2 separate regions of the Mus musculus genome follow, and region 1 is linked to region 2. The links are chromatin contacts, called in public Hi-C maps. All regions are on one chromosome and are shown on one strand. Each heading gives the region's core, a stretch centred on a gene start, on an enhancer-like site or on the middle of the called end of the contact. The rest is flanking DNA. Distances are from core to core; before and after follow the strand shown.

Evidence for each region. A called contact is a pair of places that touch in the nucleus more often than the background predicts.
Region 1: a Hi-C map of the N1E-115 cell line shows a contact between it and region 2, with 2.4 times the contacts expected there. The contact joins the promoter of 9630001P10Rik here to the enhancer-like site in region 2. A contact is called at or near these places in 2 of 39 promoter capture datasets (the C10 cell line and liver), 10 of 484 Hi-C or Micro-C datasets (the CH12 cell line, the G1E-ER4 cell line, the N1E-115 cell line and 6 more), 7 of 115 datasets of contacts at active chromatin or transcription factors (embryonic forebrain, embryonic stem cells, forebrain and 1 more) and 3 of 9 other capture datasets (adipose tissue, liver and pancreatic islet).

Annotation. Positions count from the first base shown.
Region 1 is chr5:45,635,779-45,641,787 of GRCm38.p6, forward strand. 9630001P10Rik (RIKEN cDNA 9630001P10 gene) reads left to right here and starts at 3,497. Exons shown (of 4, transcript NR_102378.1): 1 at 3,497-3,758; 2 at 4,511-4,568; 3 at 5,823-6,004. Fam184b (family with sequence similarity 184, member B) reads right to left here and starts at 3,723. Exons shown (of 16, transcript NM_021416.3): 1 at 3,315-3,723. The coding sequence starts at 3,461.
Region 2 is chr5:45,541,078-45,546,892 of GRCm38.p6, forward strand. Fam184b (family with sequence similarity 184, member B) reads right to left here. Exons shown (of 16, transcript NM_021416.3): 9 at 1,150-1,288. Among named protein-coding and RNA genes, the nearest start is that of Med28, 24 kb to the left of the region's middle. Within about 2 kb of position 2,509, at least 6 of the 459 cell types and tissues checked have an H3K27ac peak or open chromatin away from gene starts, as enhancers often do. A contact at or near this core is called in the N1E-115 cell line, cerebellar granule neurons and cerebellum, where this site is marked.

The sequences.
Region 1 (6,009 bases), core at 2,247-4,746, 96 kb after region 2:
GACATGGATGGTCCTCTAAGAAAACACCAGAAATAAAGGATTAAGTATTGGATGATTTCATTTATTTGAAATACCTATAAGAGACAAACCTGGATATTTGGGCTGGAGGGAGAGACGGCTTAGTGGCTAAGAGTGTATGTTGAACAACCACAAGAAGAGGAAGAGTTCAAATCTCAGCACCTACACAGCTAGCCCTAACACCAGCTCCGAAATGGGTAGAAATAAAAGGAAAACCAAATTTTGCTGGCTGCCAGCCTATCTGGAAAAACTTGAGCCTCTTGTTTCAGGGAGAGACCTTGCCTCCCTCATAGGAATAAGCAGGGAGAGATAGAGGACTCTTCCTGTTTCCTTCTGGTCATCAGCACGTGCACACACAGCATGTGTGTATATACTTTCTCAGACACATATGCACTAAAATCATTAAATAAGTGATTGTTTTGGAAAAGGACAGAAAAGAATAAAAGGTTGCCTAGTGATGGGGGTGTGAATAGGGACCACCTTCAAATGTGCATGAGAAATGGACTTGTTCTCCAGCTAGACTTTATGAATCACTGGACACAATTGTGTTCACTAAATACACGTGGGACTACACTGATGGGTGAAAAGAGCTCTTCTGTAGGAAAATTCACTTTAAAACCTTTGGTAGAAAACATCATAGTTAAGTAGCTAAGTTGAAACATGAATGACAGTCCTGAGACTGAGTTGAATAAAGCCTCGAGCTCTCAAACCAGTCACAGAATGTAAATCATCTTTCCTAATCTTACAGAACATGGGAATGGAGACGGAGAAAGCATAGGGGAAGAATAGCAAAGGAAAACCACAAATCATGATGGGAGAATATTTGTGATCACCTGGATTAAATTCACCTATCAAAGAAAAGCTCATGGAAATACTAAATGTTCAAATGTAGAAAATATGCACCGTACAAATAGTAGGCAAAAGAAGAGTGGTTTATCAGAAACAAAAATCTCACCTTAAGAAATTAGTGTGAAAAGTGGTACTGAGTGGTACTACATAGTAAGACTCAATCGTGATTTGTAACGGAGAACTCTGAGAAATATTGCTGATTATGCACCAGGGATGGTGTTTGCCTTCTGTATTGCTGAGTCTTCATGGCTTAGCAAAATAGGTAATCCATAAATATTACTGAATTGAATCACCACCCAGTTACATTGAAATAATCTATTTATGTGTTTGACATACCATAAAGGAAAGGGCTACGCTTTTGTTAGGGTTTCTATTGCTGTGATAAAACACTATCACTGTTAGCAACTTGGAGAGGAAAGGGTTTAATTTCTCCTTACAATTGGTAGTCCATCATCCAAGGAAGTCAGGGAAAGAGCCTGAAGGCAGAAACTAAAGCAGAGGCCATGGAGGAGTGCTGTTCAGTGGCTTACCCAGCCTGCTTTCTTAGAGTGCCCATGACCACCTGCCCAGGAATAGCACCACACACAGTCAGCTAGACACACCAACTATAATTTTAAAAACTACAGACTTGCCTACAGGGAAATCTTATAGAGGCATTTTTCTCAGTTCAGAGTCCCCTTTTTCAAAATGACTCTACTAGCTAGAACAGAACCTGCCTAGGGCTTATTGCACCAATATTCAGTATATGAAACTAGTGAGATAGCCCAGTGGTTAAGAATATTTGCTGCTGTTACAGAGGATCTGAGTTTGATTTTCAGCAACCACATTGGGTGGCTCATAGTCACTTGTAACTCCAGCTTCCTGAAAGCCCACATCTTCTTCTGGCTTCCATAGGCACCCACCAATGGGGTATATGTACAGACACACACGTACACAAAAATAAAAGTGATGTTCAATCTTTTAAATAGAGCAGGCACCCCATAGATCATCACTATCACAAGTCAAGGATAATTCTTTCATAATTTTCCCCTTCTTTCTGCACACACTGCCGTGCCCTGCTTTGTTTCCACTTTCATAGGACTCATAACTTGAAGTATCACACATAGCTCTTGTTGTGTGCTTTTAATTGCTCTTGCTATTTCAAATCTTGCTTCTCTTCCAACAAACAAACCAACAAACAACAAAAACTTTAGCTTTTTGAAGACAAGGAAGGTGTCGGATCCTATAATTGCTTTTTCAGATACGAAAATCATTTTTATATAAGAAACTTAAGTAAGTTTTTGATCGGCGCTATTAGACACCTTTGGGTTAGATATCGTGGCACGACTGTCTGGAGACAGGCTCTTGTGCAAAGAATATGAAGAGGCCAATGGGAGGTCAGGAGAAGAAAGCGAGTGCTGTTCTGTTTCACCCTATGTTGGATTCCAGTGTGGTAAGGATGCTCATCCATCCTTCAGAAAAGCAGGTATGGAAAGTAAGAGGAAGATGTTTAGGAAAGAAATCAGAATATGTCATTCATTATACTCTGGGACAAACGCTGGAGCTAGTCTTTACTAGTAGGCATTGTGCTAGGAGTTTGAGACCAAATGGAAAATACCAAGTAAACAATTTAAACTACTCAAACCCTGCAGGAAAGACATCTCTACAGATATGTGGAGGGAATCTGTGCGGAGTTGTTCCTAACCGGGAAATTGCCAGGGATTAACAACCTGCATTGGCAACATCTCAAGTATACATACTGGATATATTCAACCAAGATCCTGAGATGAAGTAGGGATATGGGCTGGCTGACCTCCCAAGGTCTTTTCCATTACCACAAGCATACACAGCATCCTACCCTTTCCCATTTATGATCCAACACATGCCTGTAGTCAGTTTGACAGTAAGTCCCCTGGGCTTCCTTCCAGGTTTAGTACGATGCCACGAAAGACTGCTAGCACTCAACAAATGATTCAAATATTTGTTGAATGAAGGAATTAATGAATCGTGTTTAAATAGGTCTCACATGATCTCCCCAGATATAGAGAATAAAATCACAACATTCCAGGCATGATGGTTTGAAGGTTTGAACAGGGCTGGCAAGGGAACATGATCTCTCTCTCTCTCTCTCTCTCTCTCTCTCTCTCTCTCTCTCTCTCTCTCTCTCTCTCTCTCACACACACACACACACACACACACACACACACACCCTCTAGCCTTGGGAAAGCACAGCCCACCTGCTAAGCAAGCAGGCTGCGGGAGTTTCCTTGGCAAAGAATCCTGTCTGCTGCTTCCAAATGCAGTCTCCAGAAGGTCACTTCACTCAGATACAGAACAGCTTCCTTTGGTCTCTGTGACAAAGTTTGTGGGGATTCAGTGCGGTCCTCCCCTGGGGTGCTTCTACACTCCCACCCCTACTCTGGGTGCCTGTGGCACACAGCTGGTCTGCCCGCAGCACCCCGCCTTACCTTAGTGAGCTGAGCGATCTTCTTGCACATTTTCACGTGCATCTCCGGATCACAGTCCATTCTCCAGCCCGAGCCACCGCGGGCGTCGGCTTTGGAGCTCGCGCAGGTTCCTGGCGGGTGAATTTTGCTGTTGAGGGCAGATGCCATCGCTTTAAGGAGCCCTGCACTGAAATGCTCTGACTCGCGCGCTCTCACCGCTGGCCGTGTGCACGTGCGTTCGAGCACGGGCGTGAGAGCTTTCTCCAGAGAGGTGGCACTGCAGTCCTGCCAGCACAGCCGCGTGGCTCTCTTTCCGGAGGTGTCTCCTTCCCGGGCCCACTCGCGCACCACCTTCCTCTGCTCGTGCTCGTTCGCGAGCTAGCTGGCTCACGGGCACCCGCACCATGCAGCGTAGCGCTGGCGCCTTGCACGTGAGGTTTACCATCTGCGGATGCTTCCGAGAGGGTGCGGGCTATACCTGCAAGAGGACAGCTTCTGAGGGGTGTTGGGGGACAGGAGGTGGGGGCGGTGCCCTGGGCAGGGTTTTTTTTTTTTTTTTTTCCCTTCCCTCTCCTTGGCCAACTGGGTGGCTTGGAGCTTCCAACTCCACTGTGAGCGATCCAGCCCGAGGTGGATAGCTCAGGCCAAGAGGAAGAAATGCTGGCTTTAGTCCCTAGCAGATCGGCAAATCAGAATGAAAATATTAGAAAATCCTGTAGTAGTAGATGGGACAGATGAGAGAGCGGGTCTTATTCCTGCAGCCCTGATGCTTAGAGCGAGGGTGAAGAGAGGAGGCGGGATGCTGAAGGGCAGAAGTGGGGATGAGGGAGCTAACCACTCCGATTCTAGGAGGTTGAGATCTGGAGCTCAAAGTGGGAATAGAGCTGGAACCTCAGAACTACACGGTGGGACTGAATTGGAAGCCCCCCTTCCTGACCTTGGATAGGACCTGCTCAGTGATGCTAGAGATCTCCCCACATCGTCCACTCAAAGGTCACTAGTGACCGAAACTTGGGGGTGGGTTGGGGGCGGGGCATCGCCAGATTTCGGTCTCAGAGTAGGGAAAGAGGTAGCGACAAGGAAAAAAAGTCCTGCAAGAGCTAGAAAGGGTGGTAGTGGGAAAGGAAGTTACAAGGGGCACCAGATGGGTCTGGAAAGTCAAGCCTACCCAGTTAAAGCAAAGGAGCTCATCTAACCTGTGCCATTACCTCAGACAGACCCGAGGCTGAACCTTGTTGCGTTTTGAAGTTGTTGCCCCTTAGACTGGGAAAGCAGGTAGGTAGAGAACCAAAATCGTTTCTGGCTTTTTTTTTTGGTTTTGAACAATGGACTTTGAGAAACAAGACAGAATCCTGGTCAGATTTTTCTGAAGTGGCAATAGTGTCATTATTATGATTTTGCCTGGCTAATATATTTTATTTTATAAACTTCTCGCCCTCCAATAACAATACTCATTTTATAGGTGGGAAAAATTAACTATTTGATCAGGTGATTACAAACGGCAGTTGGGTGTGAAATGGGGACAGTGATACCACAACTGTGAACCCCTGTCTACCTCCCAGGCATTACAGAGCACCCAGAGGAGCAACCAAGAGAACCTTAGGCTTATCCCACAACTCCGTGGGACAAAAATCTTTGGTGATCAGGGTCACAGGAGTCCATGTATTAAATACAGGCTTCCTATTTATTTCCAAATTTTATAGAATGCTATTTTTAGTATATAAATAATATCATTTTTACAGAAATTCAACCACTGTGCAAATGAGAAGAAAATTAGCCTTCATGGAATGAGAATACTGAACCAAAAAAATATTCACTAATTTGGATTATCACATCAGTGGCCCTGTGACTCTTGGTATTTGAGAGTGAACACACACTTGCCACATTGGTGGCAAGTCTCCTAACGTGCAAGCACCCGAATACTACATCATCATCAAGTTACTCAATTTATATACTAAAAGGCATACTATTTAATTTCATTTCATCCCTTTCATTTCTTCCTTGCATTAATATCAAGAAATTAGACAATTTTTTAAAATGTGTGTTGGGACTAGGTATGGTGGTGAACTCCTGAAATCCAAGCCCTCTGAGACAGGAGCGGAGTTTCTCAATCTTCTCTCCCGAAGGAACAACAAAAACAGATCACCTTGTCACAAAATGGCAACATTTGCACTGAGATGTCATTAAGTATATTAATATAACAGCACAGAGTATGCCATTTTGTAATAAAATGTGTTAAGGCAAAAATATAATCAGGCTATATAAAATATTAATATGACCATTAGGAGGACCACAATTTTGGAAATAGCTGCCTGTAACTATTTGGTAATATCATCGTTTCTAGCTTCCCACCTTAAAATTGTGTTAGTGGTAATAGGTGTGGAAACCAGTGGAAAAAGGAGAGTCGGGCACAAGAGTTTTCTCAGTACAGGTAACATGATCGGTTTGCAAAGTGTACACTTGACTTTAGAGTACACTGGGAGGAATGAACCTGGCATTAATATAGTTTTATTTCTGGTCTTTTTCTAGATTCAAATTAATGGAACTCTCCAACACCCAAAGGGGGAACAGACCTGAAGTATTGTTTGCAATAAATGCTTCTCACTAAATAGAAAAGCAAATTTCTCATAATTCTACTCCAAAAGGGTGAAACACATGTGTTTGATAGACATACAACTGTGACAAATAACTTAGCCTTCTTTTAAAGAAAGGTAAC
Region 2 (5,815 bases), core at 1,259-3,758:
GCATTCAGTAAATCCTGAAACCAGATGTTTGTATGCTCCCCCCCCACCTTGCTGTCCCCATGACCCTACCATCCCAGTTCCATTTCATTACAAGCAACAGAAGATGTGAGCAACCAAGAACTACACAGCTATTAAATGGTGGAATGGGAGTCAACGTTTTGAGTGTTTCCTCTTTGATTTTAACCATCTGTGGTGGCTTCTGCTTGCTAGTTAGGAGGAATAGCAGGTTATGGCCTGCTGGCGTCAGGCTAGTCTAGATCTGAAGGCAACACAGGGCCTGGGGACCAAGTCAGAAAAACCAAGGAAACACAAGGAACTGTCCAGTGGGCGGAGGACCTCTTCTGAAGTCTTGGTCTCAAGGCAGGAATCTTGAAGCTTATGTCAGTTTTTAAGGAGACAAAACATTCAGAAGTTCTCCTAGCCTTGGGTATAGGATCTTGGCTGGGCCACGGTGGCAAGGGAGAGCAGTAGATTGTAATCCAGCAGGATTCAGCCTAAAACCAGAATCAGTCAGGAGTTTACTCACTAAAGTCATTATAGCCCTATGAGGTGAGCACTATCATTGCCTACATTGGACAAATGGTAGGTTGCTCAAGGCACACAGCTAGTGAGTGCTGGAGTTAAGTTTGAAACCTAGTTTAGTTTCAGAGATCTTAACTGCCACTGATAACTTCTGGAACACCAAGAGAGTAGGTTTGATGTTAAAATGGAACCAGAGATGTATTTCATGCTAGGGACAGTAGGCAGAAGAAAGTCAGGTGATGCCTGAGTCCCCTAATTTGCAGATATCACTGGAATGGAAAGCCCACAAAATTGAGGCTATTCAATGAAACCCTAGCCAAGGCTTGTATCTGTGTTCTATTGAGTGCTAACCACAGAATCCACGTTCACTGGACTCATGTTTGCAACACATGGTATAGTTCACATCCTATTTAATCTACATAATGACCCTATGAGGTAGAGATCATTAGAGATTCATTTGGATAGCAAAGGGAAATGCAGCCCAGATGCCCCCTCCCCCAGCTCTCACAGAGAGTGGGAAACGGAGCTGGGATTGTTGCTGTGGTCCATGGGCCCCCACTTGCCACTACTTTCCATGTGTAGAGCACACAGTGGCTGGACTCCCCCAGGTGGACAGTGGGTATTTACCAAGAAGCCCAGACTGCTGGACTTGCATCTGCTCACAGTCCTCCTGCAGCTCTTGTCTGGCATTGTCCTCTAGGGCTTGGAGCTCCAGCAGGTGCGCCTGGAGGCTGTCGGTGGAGTCCTTGTTCAAGCACTCTGCAGCCTGGGGGGCAGAAGCAGAAGGCACTGAGGCATGAAACTGCAGGACTCTTGTGTGGTGGGCTTGTCGGATTATGGTGTACTAATAGCCTGACTACAGTACACACTTTGTAATTTTTGTAAAAGTTATGCCTTTCATCATGGTCCCTCTCTCTTCAGGATTCTAGGTAGCACAGGCTAGCCTAGAATTCACTTTGTAGCTGAGGATGACCCTGAATCATTTATCTTCCTGTCTCCATCTTCTAAATGGATCCTAGGTACCCACCATCAAACATCCTGATTATGTAGTGCTGGCGACGGAACCCAGGGCTTTGAACATGTAAGATGAATACTCTACCAACTGGGCTACATCTCCAGCCCCATGTATTTTATTCTGTTTTCTCCTCTCCACTGCTCTACTTATCCCTACCCCTGCCCCTCCATACCCCACCCCCTCTTGCTGGTCCCTTTTCCCCACTTCCCTTTTCTGATCTCACGTCACCTGTACTTCATTTCTCTGCCTCATTTCCATTTGCTCCTCCTTAGTCGGCTTCTTTCCTTCTTCCTGCATTCATGCCCTGTCTTTTATATCTGTCAGGGAGCAGAGAGGATGGATGGGGCACTTTTATGCTCTGTGTTATAAAGACATTTATATTTCATTTTATGGTATCTACATAGACATGTTATTAACTACTTAGCACACACACACACGTTCGTTCAGACATGTGGCTCATCATCTGAGCAAACGGGCAAGGCTGAGTTCTGGAATGATTATTTCCTGCCTCTTCTCCTATGTGATCTGCTGACTGGAGAGGAGACATAAGATAGTTAGCCTGCGACCTTCCTGGATTACTGGCTTTCTGAATACAGTGAGAATTAAAGATTGAAATTCAGTTCTATCTGTGGTTACTGGCATCAACGTCTGGGCTCTCTGACCTGTCACTGAGATAACAAGGACTCGCACTTGTTGGCATTTGGTTCTAGGATGAGAAACTCTAGGATGGCAAGTATTTTCACTTGGGGGTTTCCCCCTCCTTGGCTCCTGGCACTCTCTGCAGATTTTGTCTAACAGATTGAATTGCTATACTTTTTGGTTTGGGTTCCTTGTTTTGGCCTCGGTTGTAGCCCATTCTGTTTTTATTCCTGATTTCCTGCCTCTGATTTCAAAGCATCTTTCTGTCCTGTTCCATCTGGTTTACTTCAGAGCGTTGACTGAGAATCAGTAGCGATGCCTCTATTTCTGGCAACGGTCCCTGGGGGCATGTTCTGGCAACACGCTCTGCCTGTGCTCATCCATCTGTGGTCAAGAGGTTGCTATTTTTCCCCAAGTTTGGAAGGGAGTAAATGGATTTTGCAGCCCAAGTTGCAATTGTGGGGTTAAACTGTGTAATTTATCTTCTGCCTTTGTCTTTCTCATTCAAGATAATTCACTGTCCAAGGCCACCAGAAGTTGTTACCTTGGACAGCTCTTGATGGAGTGTAACATTCTGGGACTGACCAAAATAAATAAATAAATAAAAATACTTAAAGGAAACCTTCTTACAAATCCATGTAGCAAGGATGTCCAGTTTAGGACTTAACACAAAAAGAACTTTACAATTTAACAATATGTGGACAGGTGATGTTAATTTGTTACATTATGTCCAAAATGTAATTAGAATTAAACTTTCTTTTAGTCATTGGTAAATAAAAGCCTGGTTTGGTGCCAGGCCTCTAATTTCAGAGCACCAGAAACAGAGGCAAGAAGATCTGAGTTCCAGGTCAGCCCGTTTTACAAATGAATTCCAGGGCATTCAGGGCTACACAAAGAAATCCTGTCTCAAAAAACAAAATTAAACAAATAAAATAATAATGATGAAATAAATTAACTTGATTAATAGGTTTGTTATTTTGTGTCCTAATTTTAAGAAAGGAAATTAAAAAGAAATCATTAGGAATGAGAGAAAGAAATTTAAGAGAAAATGTAGATATCTAGCTATATTTTTGATAAGAAAAGCTATAAAGATAATGTTCTTGAAAAAAGCCTTTTGGATGGGAAAATAAGGGTTTGTCCTAAGATAAAAGCTGAGCTTTTCCAAAATGGAAGAAGAAAGATGAACACAAAACAAGAATATTTAAGTACATCCTACAAGGTTCCGGTAAATCATATAAGGTTTGATTTATGTATGATGCTTGCAGGTTATTAAAATTCCTAAGGTCACCATTCAGTACATGGATATAAAACTAAAATCCAGTCCTCTGCTTTAAACAATGAGTGTTTGTTAAGACACAGGTCTGTTTTTGATGCATTTATAAAACCCAGCTTAAAAAACAAAGATATAAGGTTGCAGAGATGGCTCTGTGGTTAAGAATACCGGCTTCTCTGTCAGAGGACTCAGATTCAGGTCCCAGGTCTCATCTCATAACTGCTTGTAATCGCAGTTCCAGGGTTCCCCATGCCTGCTCCATGGCACAGGCACACACATATGCCATTCATACAGGCCTGTGTGGTTATTGTCATCTCTGGACACAGTGGATAAGAGGCATTGTGCAAGACCTGGCTTTTGCGGCTCCTAGAATCTTAGGTGATTTTAGTGCATCTAATAACGTAGGTAATTATTACATATAAATGAGTGTCTGAACTGTGCATCATGCAAAAGTTTATAATTAAAGGCATGCAAAGTAAACAATAAGGGCTCTTCTTATACAAAACATTATGGCCAATGCAATCCTTTTGATATTTCTACCTTTTTAAAGTCAATACCACTCAAACAAAACCAAACAAAATCCCAAGCCACCCAAACCTACAATTTGGGTGGTCCTGTTATTTTAAAGTCTGCTCTTCCTCTATGGCCCTGAAAAAAGTAAGTATTTTGTTATTACATATATGTTACACTTAATTTTTTAAAAATTGAGTTTATTTCAGAGACTAAGTCTTCTAATACCATTCCCTTAATTTGAAAGAAGTCTAAAGTTTTTATTTTTTTCAATGCTATAGACCTATTATTGTATTGAGCCAAACATTCTGAGTTTTGCTTCAAAAACAGGAGCTAAATTACTTTATTATTATTATTTATTTATTTATTTATTTTGGTTTTTTGAGACAGGGTTTCTCTGTGTAGCCCTGGCTGTCCTGGAACTCACTTTGTAGACCAGGCTGGCCTTGAACTCAGAAATCTACTTGCCTCTGCCTCTGCCTCTGCCTCCCAAGTGCTGGGATTAAAGGCGTGCACCACCGCCACCCGGCCCTAAATTACTGTTTACCTAATTGATTATTTAGGACTTTGGTGGTGTCCTTCTGTGCCATAATGCTCATTGCCACATGTTCCTTTCTATGTTAAGTGCCTTCTAAAACAGAAAGTGTAGGAGAGCACTCTACTGTGCCAGTGTTCACCGATGTAGAATTGATACTGAGATTAAACTTTTTATGGGTTGCCCTAATATTGCACACTCTGACCAATGTCTCCTATAATTTAATAGTATTATAAATTTGCCACATATAGATTACAACACTGTGGGGCAAGTGGAACCGTGTCACTAGGCATAAGAACTGATAAGGTCAGGCAAATTCAGGAACCTTGGCAATTCTCATAGTTGCAAAAGGGAGGCATTTAAATCTACTCCCAACCAGGTTCCTGTCCTGGAACATGTGACCATGACACCCCACTAAAGGACCATGACACCTGGTCAAGTAGCATAGAAACCCAGAGTTCTACATTCTAATGAGGTTTCTAGATGTACCCCAAGGTTTTGTCACTAAGCTTCCCTTCCTGGGCATCCCGTTCTACAAAAGGTGTTTAATCTCTGGCTCACCCTGAGTAAGTCCTATGCATCTTCATCCACTATGAATACACAGTTTGGACAAGCAAGCATTGTCTCCTTCATGAAGGACCACGGGGGAGGGGGGGCGCGGGCGGGCACCTAAGTCTCCCACAGAAGGCCCCTCGTCACTCCTGGCACTCACACAGAGCTACCCCACCCCAGGCTCATCTCAGTGCCTTTCCCAATTCCTTGCAGTGCGGAGTCTAGGTGCACAGAAGTTTGAGAACTCTGCCTCCATCCCAGCCCCCACCATTTCCCAGCCAGGGAAACACGGGCTGGAACCCCTATGTTAGGCTGTGTTTTTCTTCCCCTGAGCGGCATGTTGGCCTCCCATGAGTGTGGCACTCCAGCAACAAAAAAGGAAAGTAGCTTAGCACCTCTGTGTTTCACCTCACTGAGTAGTGATCAGACACCCCAGCAATGAGGCAGAAACACACAACCATACAGCACCGATCAATATGTCAAAATGTACCTAAAAGTGCATTACTAGCACTTAGATCTTGATGGTAACCAGGGCCTTGGACTTAAGACCCAGTCAACAGGAGAAAAATCATGACTGATACCATACCTGGGGCCAGTGAAGCCATGGATCTTGGAAGAGAACCTACTACTGCAACTTTATTGAACCAGCATAATTCCTATCTGCATTCTAAAACAAATCCTTAAACCCACAAGTTAAGGTAGCTCTCACCCCTCAACAAAGAAGCCTTTCTTGATAGCAGATGGACACTATTACAGAGAAACACAACCG